Linked DNA regions of Zea mays: region 1 is linked to region 2. The links are chromatin contacts, called in public Hi-C maps. All regions are on one chromosome and are shown on one strand. Each heading gives the region's core, a stretch centred on a gene start, on an enhancer-like site or on the middle of the called end of the contact. The rest is flanking DNA. Distances are from core to core; before and after follow the strand shown. Region 1 holds the start of LOC100191450. Region 2 has its middle 11 kb from the start of TRNAD-GUC.

Region 1 (5,294 bases), core at 1,354-3,853, 160 kb after region 2:
GGACAGTCCGGTGTGCCAGACTGAGCTGAGTCTTGGCTGTACACAGCCAAGCCTTTTGCATTTCTTTTCTTTTCTTCTTCTTCTTGTTTCTAACACTTAGACAAGTATATTAGTACACAAAAACCAATGTACTAAGTCTAGAAACATACCTTCTCTTTGATTTTTTACTTCTATAGCATTTGACATGCTTGAGTTCTGATGTTGGACTCATAAATCATCAAGTCAGCTTGACTTGATCTAGATTGACATTTCTGAGCTCCAACATCCTGCAAAGGTCACATAGACTATCTCCAAACACAGGAACAACCCAAACTAAAGGTCAAGGTGCACTTTGCTCTTTTGGGCTGCTTCCAGTTCTGGTTTTGACATTGGTTCTCCTTCTAGTGACCTTGTTCACTTCTTAGAGCTTGATCTTGAGCCTTATGACTTACACCACATAACTATAGCTGTTACCTCATTGGTAGTAAGTCATGTCTTTATGTAGTGATCCTTGATGTGCCATAGCTCTTCTCAACTCGATCACCCTTGACTTTGCAAGTCTTCTTCTTCACCCTTGGCTTTGGGTTCCTCAGCCTCTTTGACCTTCTCCCTGCACTTTGTACCTCGAAGTTCTTCTTGCCTCCATCCTTGGCTTGATCAGTTGTTTCCGAGCTACGCACCCGAGTATCACTTTTGCAATGGTCGTCCTACTTGTGATGTCCATTATCTATCCATCATCTAGTCCTTGGACCATCACACTTGTTCACTTGTGTTGAACCCTGTTAGCTTTACACTAAGCACCTGTTCAACCCTTAGCACACTTGTTAGTCCTTTAATTGAGTTGTCATCCAAACACCAAAACCTACAAGAGAGCTTTCACATATCTCTACTATACTTAAAGCACCAGTTTCAACGGTCGTCCCGCGTCATTTTTTTACAAACAAGTCTTTACATTTCTTTCAAATCAACTCAGCATAAAATATAAAAAGCGATGTAGGAGGTGGGGTTTGAACCCACCACCTGATGGGAGAAGGGTGGGAGACACTGGGCAAAACTGTCTAACAAGTAGAACATCATGCTCAGGTGGTTATAATATTGAATATAAATTGTATATATGTATATATGATTTTTGTAAAATAAAAAAAATTGTGTCGGGCCGGGCTAGAACTACGGGCCGAGGCTACGACCCAAGCACCGCACGACGCTCGTGCCAGGTTGACCCAGGCACTATTAAATGGGTCGTGCCTCGATCCGGCTCGCCAGACACGACCTAATTGGCCATCTATACCTTCACACGATAATAATGGTCTTCACCTCAGTTACCACCACCTCGTTCGCCATTATACTTTTCTCTCTCCCCTCATGCCTCCACCTCTGCGCCACCCCATTCTCGGCAGAGGGCGTAGGACCATGCGCCTCCTTCCCGTATTCGTCTGACACCAGCCTCGACATCGACTCGCGTAGTGGCTATTGCACGTCCACGAGGATATTTCACATCATGCGCGTACCATCGTTTTTGCCGTCGTCAGACGTCTCGTTCGTCTTCCCGGCCTTCGCCCTGTTCTTCCTCCCCAACCTGCTGCCCCCCGCCCACGGCCACAGCTGCGAGCCGACTGACGCTCGTCGACTCGGGTATGGGGCGAGTCGGACATGCTCCTGGCCTTTGTCCGTGCGTGCCATCGAGGAGGACATGGTGACGCCTGCCACGGTTATGTTATCTTGACGATGAGGAGTCTAGGTCTGAGACATTGGACAACCAAGGCCCGTAGCGTGGCAGCAGTCGGCATATGCTACGGAGTTGGTGGTGGTGTTGTGCCGCTTCGGCGGGTCTAGGGCTGGAAAGACACTCGCATTCTCTCGCTGTTCTCAGATTGACGGCTGGTGCGGGTGCCTCTCGGTTTGGAGCTGCTCCGGCTGAGTTTCTTTCTCCGCTTGCGTGCTCTCTCCCTATATATCTAGCGGTATATTATTTATGTCGCCTCCAGATACACAGGTCTTCGTCGTGTCTTTCTACGGCAACGAATAGGTATGTGCGCCTCTTCCCTTGCCCTCCTGCTCTACGAAACCTTGAAAGTGGGGGAGACGAGAGATTGATGTCTTTGATTTGCTGCCTATGGTACCCCTGAGTTCATAAAAAATATTATGCGAAGAGCAGAGACAATCAATAAAAAATCTTGAGATCTTTTTGGTGAATAATTTACGTGGGTAGTGTTGTGAGCCGTCGCGCACAAGTAACCGACTAGTTGCAAATCATGTTGTGGTGGCCTGTGACGTTGATGTGCTGGCCCATTTCAGATTTTTGGTTTATTTTTTGGTGGCCTGTTGGAGAGCATAACAAACAAATAATTGATGAACATTTTAAGCAGCTCCAAGAACTACTTTTAATTTTAAGGGTGATTTTATAGGATTTTTTTTTTGAGATGAAAGTCATCCCCTCGGCAACCTGCCTTCAAACGAGTCAATGCGCCATCCAGGCCGTTAAATTCAAAACGGAGGGCTCGGGATGGGATTCCTCCGGATCCGGCCGCTAACGGCTCTCTGCTGCTGTCCCCGTCCCGAGCCAACCAACGGATTTCCAAACCCCAATTCTTCTCCGCCATTCTTGCCTCTGCCGACGCCCTCTACCCTATTTCAAAACATTTCAAACCACTCTTCGCCCCCTTCCTCTCCTCTCATCCCCTTCCCCCCTCCACTCTCTCGTGTGTGGTCTCGCCCCTGAGGTTCCTGATCGCACCATCTCCCTCCGGCGACAGTCCGCCGCCCCGCCCCGCGCGCTCGACGAGGCCGCTCCGGGTGGTGAAGAGGTGAGTGTCCTACTTGTGATTCGCCCAGAGATTGGATCCGGTCGTCCGCTGCATAGCATGAATCCTCCGCTGAGGGGGGAACCGTTTTGAGAGATGGGTGGGGTGTTGTCTCAGCTTCCTGTTTAGCGCTGTGGAACCGTTGCTCTGGGGTACGTGGTGCGCGCGGGGAGGTATGTGTGTGTTGCCGCGAAGTTGCGTTTGATCTGTGGAATCGCGCCTGCAGGGTGCTGCTGCAGTGTCTCCCCTCTCGCTATGAGTAGTGCTGTGAAGGACCAGCTACAGCAGATGTCGACGACGTGCGATTCTCTCCTGTTGGAGCTCAACGTAAGTTCTTTATCTATCTAATTCCACAGTTTTCTCTCCGATCTTTTTGTTGGTACGCCGTTCGGCGAGCCCGGTGCGGGATAAATTAAGGCATTTTTCCTGGGTCGTGTCAGGTGATTTGGGATGAGGTCGGTGAGCCCGACATGGCGAGGGACCGGATGCTGCTGGAGCTCGAGCAGGAGTGCCTCGACGTCTACAAGAGAAAGGTCGACCAGGCCAATCGATGCAGGGCCCAGTTGCGGCAGGCCATTGCGGAGGCAGAGGCCGAGCTCGCTGGCATATGCTCGGCCATGGGCGAGCCACCGATACATGTTAGACAGGTTAGTTTCTGTGCTTTGAAGTATCATATACCATGAAAGAAACAAGTAACATTTGAGTACTACTGCTGTACTGCAGAAAGATATTCTACAGAATTTTCTCTCATGATCTTTTTTGTCATTGCAACTTTAGGGCTGTGATAGTGTGATAGCTATTGGCTAGATGTGCAGGTTACTTGTACTCTGCTATATTGAAGGCTTACAAAAATAACTGTAGTGTGATCTACTGGTAATTCTTACCCTCTGTAGTGAAAAATGTTAGTAGAGTAAGAACTTGAATGGTTTAAGGGAGTAACCGAACAAAATTGTGCGGTATTAAGGTCAGGAACTGCATGCATTCTGTTATGAAGACTGAATGTTTCAGTAGTGACTCCATCAATAATTTGTTTTCTTTCAAATGGCAGTCAAATCAGAAGTTACAAGGTTTAAGGGAAGTATTGAATGCGATTGTCCCATACTTGGAGGAGATGAGAAAGAAGAAAGTTGAAAGATGGGACCAATTTGTTGATGTGATCGAGCAAATTAAGAAGGTTGCATCTGAAATCAGGCCTGCAGATTTTGTACCCTTTAGAATTCCTGTGGATCAGTCTGATCTGTCATTAAGAAAGCTGGAGGAGCTAACGAAAGAGCTGCAATCCCTTCAGAAGGAGAAGGTCAGCATCACTTGTTCAAATCCTCTTTATTTGTCTAATGAATATTACTCCCAATGTCTATTATTTTCCTTCAATACTCATACAAGTCTATAAATCTTCTTGTCTGTGCCTGTTTTTAACAGAGTGATCGGCTGAAGCAAGTCATGGAACATCTTAACACTTTGCATTCGTTATGCGAGGTGCTTGGTGTAGACTTCAAACAAACAGTAAATGAGGTGCACCCTAGCCTGGGTGAGGCTGATGGATCAAAGAACCTAAGCAACTGTACAATTGAAAGCCTTGCATCAGCTGCAAGCAGACTGCGTGAATTGAAAGTCCAGAGGATGCAAAAGGTTAGCACTCTTTATATCACTTGAGAAATTTCAATGATTCAGCGCAGTCAACCGTCAATCTTTTGATTATTCAGTGCATTCACTAGTGTCAAATTTGATTCTTCAGCACAGGCAACCCTCAACAATTTTCAATTATTTAGTGTCTTTAACATTGTTAATATGAAATTCTGAATGTCACAGCTTCAAGATTTGGCCTCTAGCATGCTTGAACTTTGGAATCTCATGGATACACCACTTGAAGAACAGCAGATGTTCCAGAATGTAACGTGCAATATTGCTGCTTCTGAACATGAAATAACTGAGCCTAACACGCTCTCTATTGACTTCCTCAGCTACGTGAGTTCATTGTTCTTCAGATATTGCTCATGCCACTGTTGCTATGTTTTTCTATGTTTGAGCTAGGAATGTTCTGAGATTGTATCTTGATCTAAAATATAGGTGGAATCTGAAGTTTTAAGACTCGAGCAACTTAAAGCGAGCAAGATGAAAGACCTTGTTCTAAAAAAGAAGACAGAACTGGAAGAGCATAGGAGACGTGCTCATTTGATTGGCGAGGAAGGCTATGCAGCTGAATTTAGCGATGAGGCTATTGAGGCAGGTAAAGATCATATCCTGGGATGTAAACTTGTGTCCATTAAAATGTATTGCAGACCTGAAAATAATGGGAACATGAGAACGATCTTATCTACCTTCGCTTCCTACAGGAGCTGTTGATCCTTCGCTGGTGCTGGAACAAATTGAGGCTCACATTGCCACAGTGAAAGAGGAAGCCTTTAGCAGGAAGGATATTCTCGAGAAGGTTGAAAGATGGTTGAATGCATGTGAGGAGGAAGCTTGGCTGGAAGATTACAACAAAGTAGCAATGCTGGTCAACTTTATATGCAA
Region 2 (5,377 bases), core at 2,042-4,541:
ACAGATTGTATAATAATTAGACACCCAAAAGGCACTAAAGTATAAGAGAGGAAGCAAACATAGATGCACTTTTGAGCTCCAGCTAAACAACGGTATACACACAGCGGGAGGACAAGATAGTAGAAGTGGTATGGAAATGTAAGTAGAACACAAAGAGCAAGGGTGAAAACAGAGAGATTACATTGACACACATGACAAAGTGTAACTGATGCATTCCAGGCTTAAGACTTCTGGTCTTTCTCAACAGCTTACATATATATACTAACAATGCTGCTCAAGAAGACGAGACGATATGATGCCTAACATCACAGGAATTAACGAGCTACACGCCAGGAATGCGTCACTTACAGCTTCTTAATCCCAGGGAAAATGGCCAGCAACTTTGACACAGAAAACAAGAGAGGAAAAAGGAAATAGAAGGCATGTTCATTCCAGGGATCGGAGTGCTAATACTGAAACTAAGAACAATAAATCTCATAAGATACCTAGCAAGAGATCGAGCTAGACATGTATATATATCTCGGACCATGACGCCTCAATTCCCCGGCCACGCGCGCACACCACGCACACCCTTGCAACCATGCTCCGCGCGCGCCAGCTAGCTCGCAGCGAGAAGCATATCTGCATATGCAGCAGCACGGCGGTGCGAGAGCTCAACTAACGCGAGCTGCTCACCGGCGGCGGCTCCCTTGGATCCCCAGGCGGTGCTGGCCAGGCCGTTGCATCTGGAGTAGTAGTAGCGGGAGGAGTACAGGCGGCGACGGCGCTCAGCTCCATTGGGACAGGGTGGAGAGCGGCAAGAAGACGGGGCGTTTTCTTGGGTAGTATAGCTAGTTTAGTGCCAGGGTGAGGAGTAGAAGATGACAATAGAGAAAAGGGCTGGTGTTTTTATACTACCAAGGAGAAAGCGCAGAGAGAGAGAGAGAGTCAGAGAGATAGAGAAAGAGAGAGAGAGACGCGGATGCTAGCTACAGGTGGCTACAAAAGGCAAGCCCTGACAAAGTCTCTACACCTTTCCGAGCAGGAGCAATTGCGAAATTCATTCATTCGGTTGTGGCGCTGCACAGTGTTACTGTTACGGAGTAGGAGCTATAGTGCGTTTAGTCTTGTCTCGGCCTATGCTATGCACACATATACTTATACACATAGTAGAATCCAATCCAAGATGCGTTTTCCCTCCACTACGCTGATTCTGCATTAACATCTGTAGAGCATGCATGTACGTTCACGTAGTACTCCAGTGTTGTAGAATTGCCCTGCGTATTTTTCTTCTTTGGCAACCGGAACAGGCTGTTGGCGTTTCTTCAGTCGTCTACCTATGAAAATTTTAAGCTGTCTCAAACGACGACGACAATAGTTACGACCTTGTGAGTTTTCCATCATACGTTTTCGAATGGTCTGATTTGGGTATATATATAACTTATTCTCATACAACTAACTCTAATACTGAAATTCCAACATTATTTTATGAAAGAAAAAAAAACATGGTCGTTCAACCCGGAACTAGCCTAGCCTAGCCTAACTGGAAAGTGCAAACTCGTCTACCCATGCCTGCCTCGGCACAGCAGAAGCAGAGACTGCCTAGATATGTACAACATATGGAGATGGAGTTAACAAGTAAAGTAACCATGACAGCCAGGCCAGGAGCCCAGGACCACTACTCGACCGCAGCAGATTTATCAGTTAATTAGCTAATTAATTAATGCGGCCAATCGACAGCTAGAAGCATAGAGAACAGGAAGCTGCTGGTTAGTTTTAATTTTCCGTGCATGTGCACGCCACACGCGCCTTCACTTGGCCATGGATGGAAGAAGCTTCACTCGCTTTAGCTCGTCTCTTTCTCCTCCCCTGCTGCTTTGCTGCCAGCTGCCTGCTTTCCCAAGGCCTGCACGTTAACATTTTTTCGGTGTGCGTGTACTGTAGAATATGATAGGATTCACCCCATGATAGAAGAGGAATCAACTAATCAAGGGCGCCATGCATATATTGTTTTTATTTGCCGGTGTTTCAAATCATGCCGCTATCATATATATTGGAAGAGAACACCATTGTCGGAAAAAAATCATTGGAGAGAATGAACGTACACTTGTTACCAATATTTCGTAGAGGGGTTGCGGGTTGCGCAGTATAATCCTCCGTACTAATGTACTTCTACTTCGCCAAAGACAGCAGGTGCTCCAATATATATCAGCAAGAGCGGATCTAGACAAAACAACTATTGGTGTCATCTCTAGCATATGTTAGACAAACGTGAATGTCTTAACTGTAAAAGACTTAGATCCAACATATATATTATTTCATCTAATTAATATATAGCAGCCCAACCTTAGTTAAGGTTATATCCAGCTAGGTTTTTCCTGGCCGCCACCCCTTCTTCCTCCCCTCGCATCGATGATATAATACGTTACTTCCAGATATTTGCTATGTCACTGTTCATGTTATTTAATGGCTAATACATTGGATCTTCACACTCTAGCATCTAATATCATCGCAATTTATATACTGATTTTTTTTCTCTAACAGAGCCTAATGCTACTCTGTACCGGTAGGTGCATGTTGTATGATCGATCAGTGTGTATCTCTCTCTCTATATCTATATGGTTAATGTAGCTAATTTAGCCATCTTGTGTCGGTGGAAGTTTTATTTGCATTTAATACTGTCACACGTCAAAAAAATTGAGGGCTTGACAGGTTAATTATAGAGTGACAAAAAGAGTTCCATAAAATTTTATGAAACTAACTTGACACACTTGAGCATCTCCGAGAGCTCTTCAAAAGTCTCTTCTAAATCAATTTTTTTTTTGGAAAAACACAAAAACTTGCCTCCACAGTACCTCTAAAGTGTCCCCAACTTTTTCATAGCTATTAAGGGCGTGTTTATTTGGACGTACAAGAAGGTATGGAAGGGACCAATCACATTTTCTATAGTGTTTGGATGAGAGCCACGAGAAAACCAGATGAACGCCAGAGCAATTTTTGGTGACGGTGTGATCCCCGTGTTACCCTCGTTTTATCCTACTTTAACATTAAACCAAATACATCATAAAACTCCCTCATTTATAGCTAGAAAGGGTTTTTTGGCTCCTTATAAACGCAAGTGCGTGTGAAATCGAGCCAACTTTCATTTTTAATGGTTCATGTGTTCGTTTGCTGCTCCAATTCTTCCTTGTTTGCAACAGCTACCAGTTACGGCTGCACAACCTTGTAGTTTGCCACAGCTCGTGCAACCTCGCTGTCTTGTATCTGCCCTTGTGCGGCCCGACTATTAGACCTTCACCGTCAGTTGGGTCGGGCCTCTGCTGCTGCTCGGCCCCCTCCGCGGTCCTCCCTCGCGGGCCGCGCCTGCTCACTTACCACCAGTGACCTTGATGGCGACGTGAGTTCGATTGCTAGATAACATCAAAGCTACGGAAGAAGAAAATAAATCTGTAAAAACGTATCAACATGGGTCCAAGGCTAATCTGGTCTAATTTAAAATATTTTTGGACAGTTTTAGGAGAATTATTGGAGAAAAGGTTAAAATCTACCCTGAGTAATTTTTCGATGCTCCTATAAACAGATTTTTGGGAGTCATTTATGGATCTCTTGGAGATGTAGCCGTGCCATAAAACTCACCGTTGAAATTAATCTAACATAGCACAACATCCCTTGAAATCTTTCCTAAATTCACTTTCTAAATCATTATTTGTACATCCTTTTATATAAAAACTAGCTATTCTCTATATCTTATGTACATTGTAGACAACTAGTCACGCTCTCTATCTTTGGCTATCGAGAAATCCACGAGAACTACTATATTTAGAGATCTAATTAAAAACTATTTGATGATATTTTTAATAAAAAATATATTCCTATTAATTAAAAGGATATAAAGAGGCTCTTGAAAATCTCTTATGTAAGAGTTAATTCAACTCCACATGTGAACATATTTTTAGGTCAGGACTTAGAAAACACTCTTTATGTTGTTTTTTGTAATGTTGTTGCAAAGAGATATATATTGACAACAATACTGCAGCGAAAAAAATCTTTTTCTTCGCTTAAGAGCTAGTTTGTTTCCGTTTATTTGGCGGCGGTGGCAGCGAGAATCGTATAATCTCGCTAAACACCTTGCGATAAACTCGCTTGTCTGTGTCACGCCATTGTCCAAAATCTAAAATTGAACTAGTAATTGAGATCGGAGAATCGACAAGAATATCGCAAGAATCATGTCTACGAAAAGCAAAAAAACAAACAAACATGATTGTTGGCACCTTTTTGGGCGAAACACCAATGATCCCTAGATCTCGCTCACGGGGAGTCGAGACCTAGGGGGCCTCTCTGCGTGCTGTCGGACGGTCCGCAACAGGTCATCGGATCGTTAAGTAGATAACTACGATCTTCTCTAGGGATATGCAGACCATGTGCGTGTAGGCAACGAACCGTTCGTGATGGCACAAAGTGCTTTATGTAAAACCTAGATCTTGCCTCCCAGGAGGGACCCCGTTGGGGAGGAGAATTCGTAGGGTTGCTTTAGGATTGGCAGGCCACAGAAAGAGCCTCTAAACGACGTAGAACCAAAGAGAGATGAAGATTGAGATCGGGAAATTGAAAGGGAAATGGCCTCAAACTATATCCTATATTAATTTTGGTGTTTGATGACCATCGCAACCTTTTGGACTAACTAGTTTGCATAGTTTTTTATTTCACATGTTCATAAGTTCAACAATTCAGTTTCTAAGTCACTATCATCTCAAAGACAACGAAAAAGGGTGTAAAACTTGGAATAGATGATCTAGCACGAGCTATACACTTTGGATAAGTTCTAAACACCCCTAGGAACTTATTGGACCTATATAGAAGTGTTGTAAAGCTCATATTCAACAAAACACACTTTTGGAGCTAGTCGATGCACACCGGACCGGTACTGTGCAACGTCTGGTGTGCACACAAAAAGTGTAGTTTAACCCATTTACTTCCAATGCCTGTTTGGGGTGGTTGGGGTTACAAATACCCCCAACCAGAACATTCAAGATACAAGACCTACACCTAACATCGATACAACAAATGCAACAACTCCCATGCATTTAAAGCCTCCAAGTGCCAAATCAAAGCGATCCGAGCTCGAGTGAATTGGTGTCTTGCGAGAGTGTTCTTCATTCGAGTTATTGACAAATTTCTTGTGCTCTTGTTCTCGAGTTTCTTTCTTCTTCCCAACCTTATTCTCAAGTTGTAGAGCTAAGCAAGATACATTGTTTCTTTGTGTGGAGGTCCTTGCGGGACTTGGTGTCCCTGGAAAAGAGAAGAACACTCGACCGATCTTGGTGACCGTTTGATAGAGGGAAAGGGTTGAAAGAGACACGTACTTTGTGGACTCCTCATTGGGGAGTAAGTTCTTCGG

Evidence for each region. Hi-C and Micro-C count contacts between places; a contact is called where the count stands out from the background.
Region 1: a Hi-C map of ear shows a contact between it and region 2, with 1.9 times the contacts expected there. The contact joins the promoter of LOC100191450 here to the enhancer-like site in region 2. A contact is called at or near these places in 2 of 25 Hi-C or Micro-C datasets (ear and leaf).

What each region holds. Positions count from the first base shown.
Region 1 is chr8:155,369,505-155,374,798 of Zm-B73-REFERENCE-NAM-5.0, forward strand. LOC100191450 reads left to right here and starts at 2,604. Exons shown (of 13, transcript NM_001136883.1): 1 at 2,604-2,783; 2 at 3,007-3,107; 3 at 3,221-3,427; 4 at 3,829-4,077; 5 at 4,200-4,409; 6 at 4,590-4,745; 7 at 4,848-5,007; 8 at 5,114-5,265. The coding sequence starts at 3,036.
Region 2 is chr8:155,208,835-155,214,211 of Zm-B73-REFERENCE-NAM-5.0, forward strand. No RefSeq gene overlaps it. Among protein-coding and RNA genes, the nearest start is that of TRNAD-GUC, 11 kb to the left of the region's middle. Within about 2 kb of position 3,292, at least 13 of the 20 cell types and tissues checked have an H3K27ac peak or open chromatin away from gene starts, as enhancers often do. A contact at or near this core is called in ear and leaf, where this site is marked.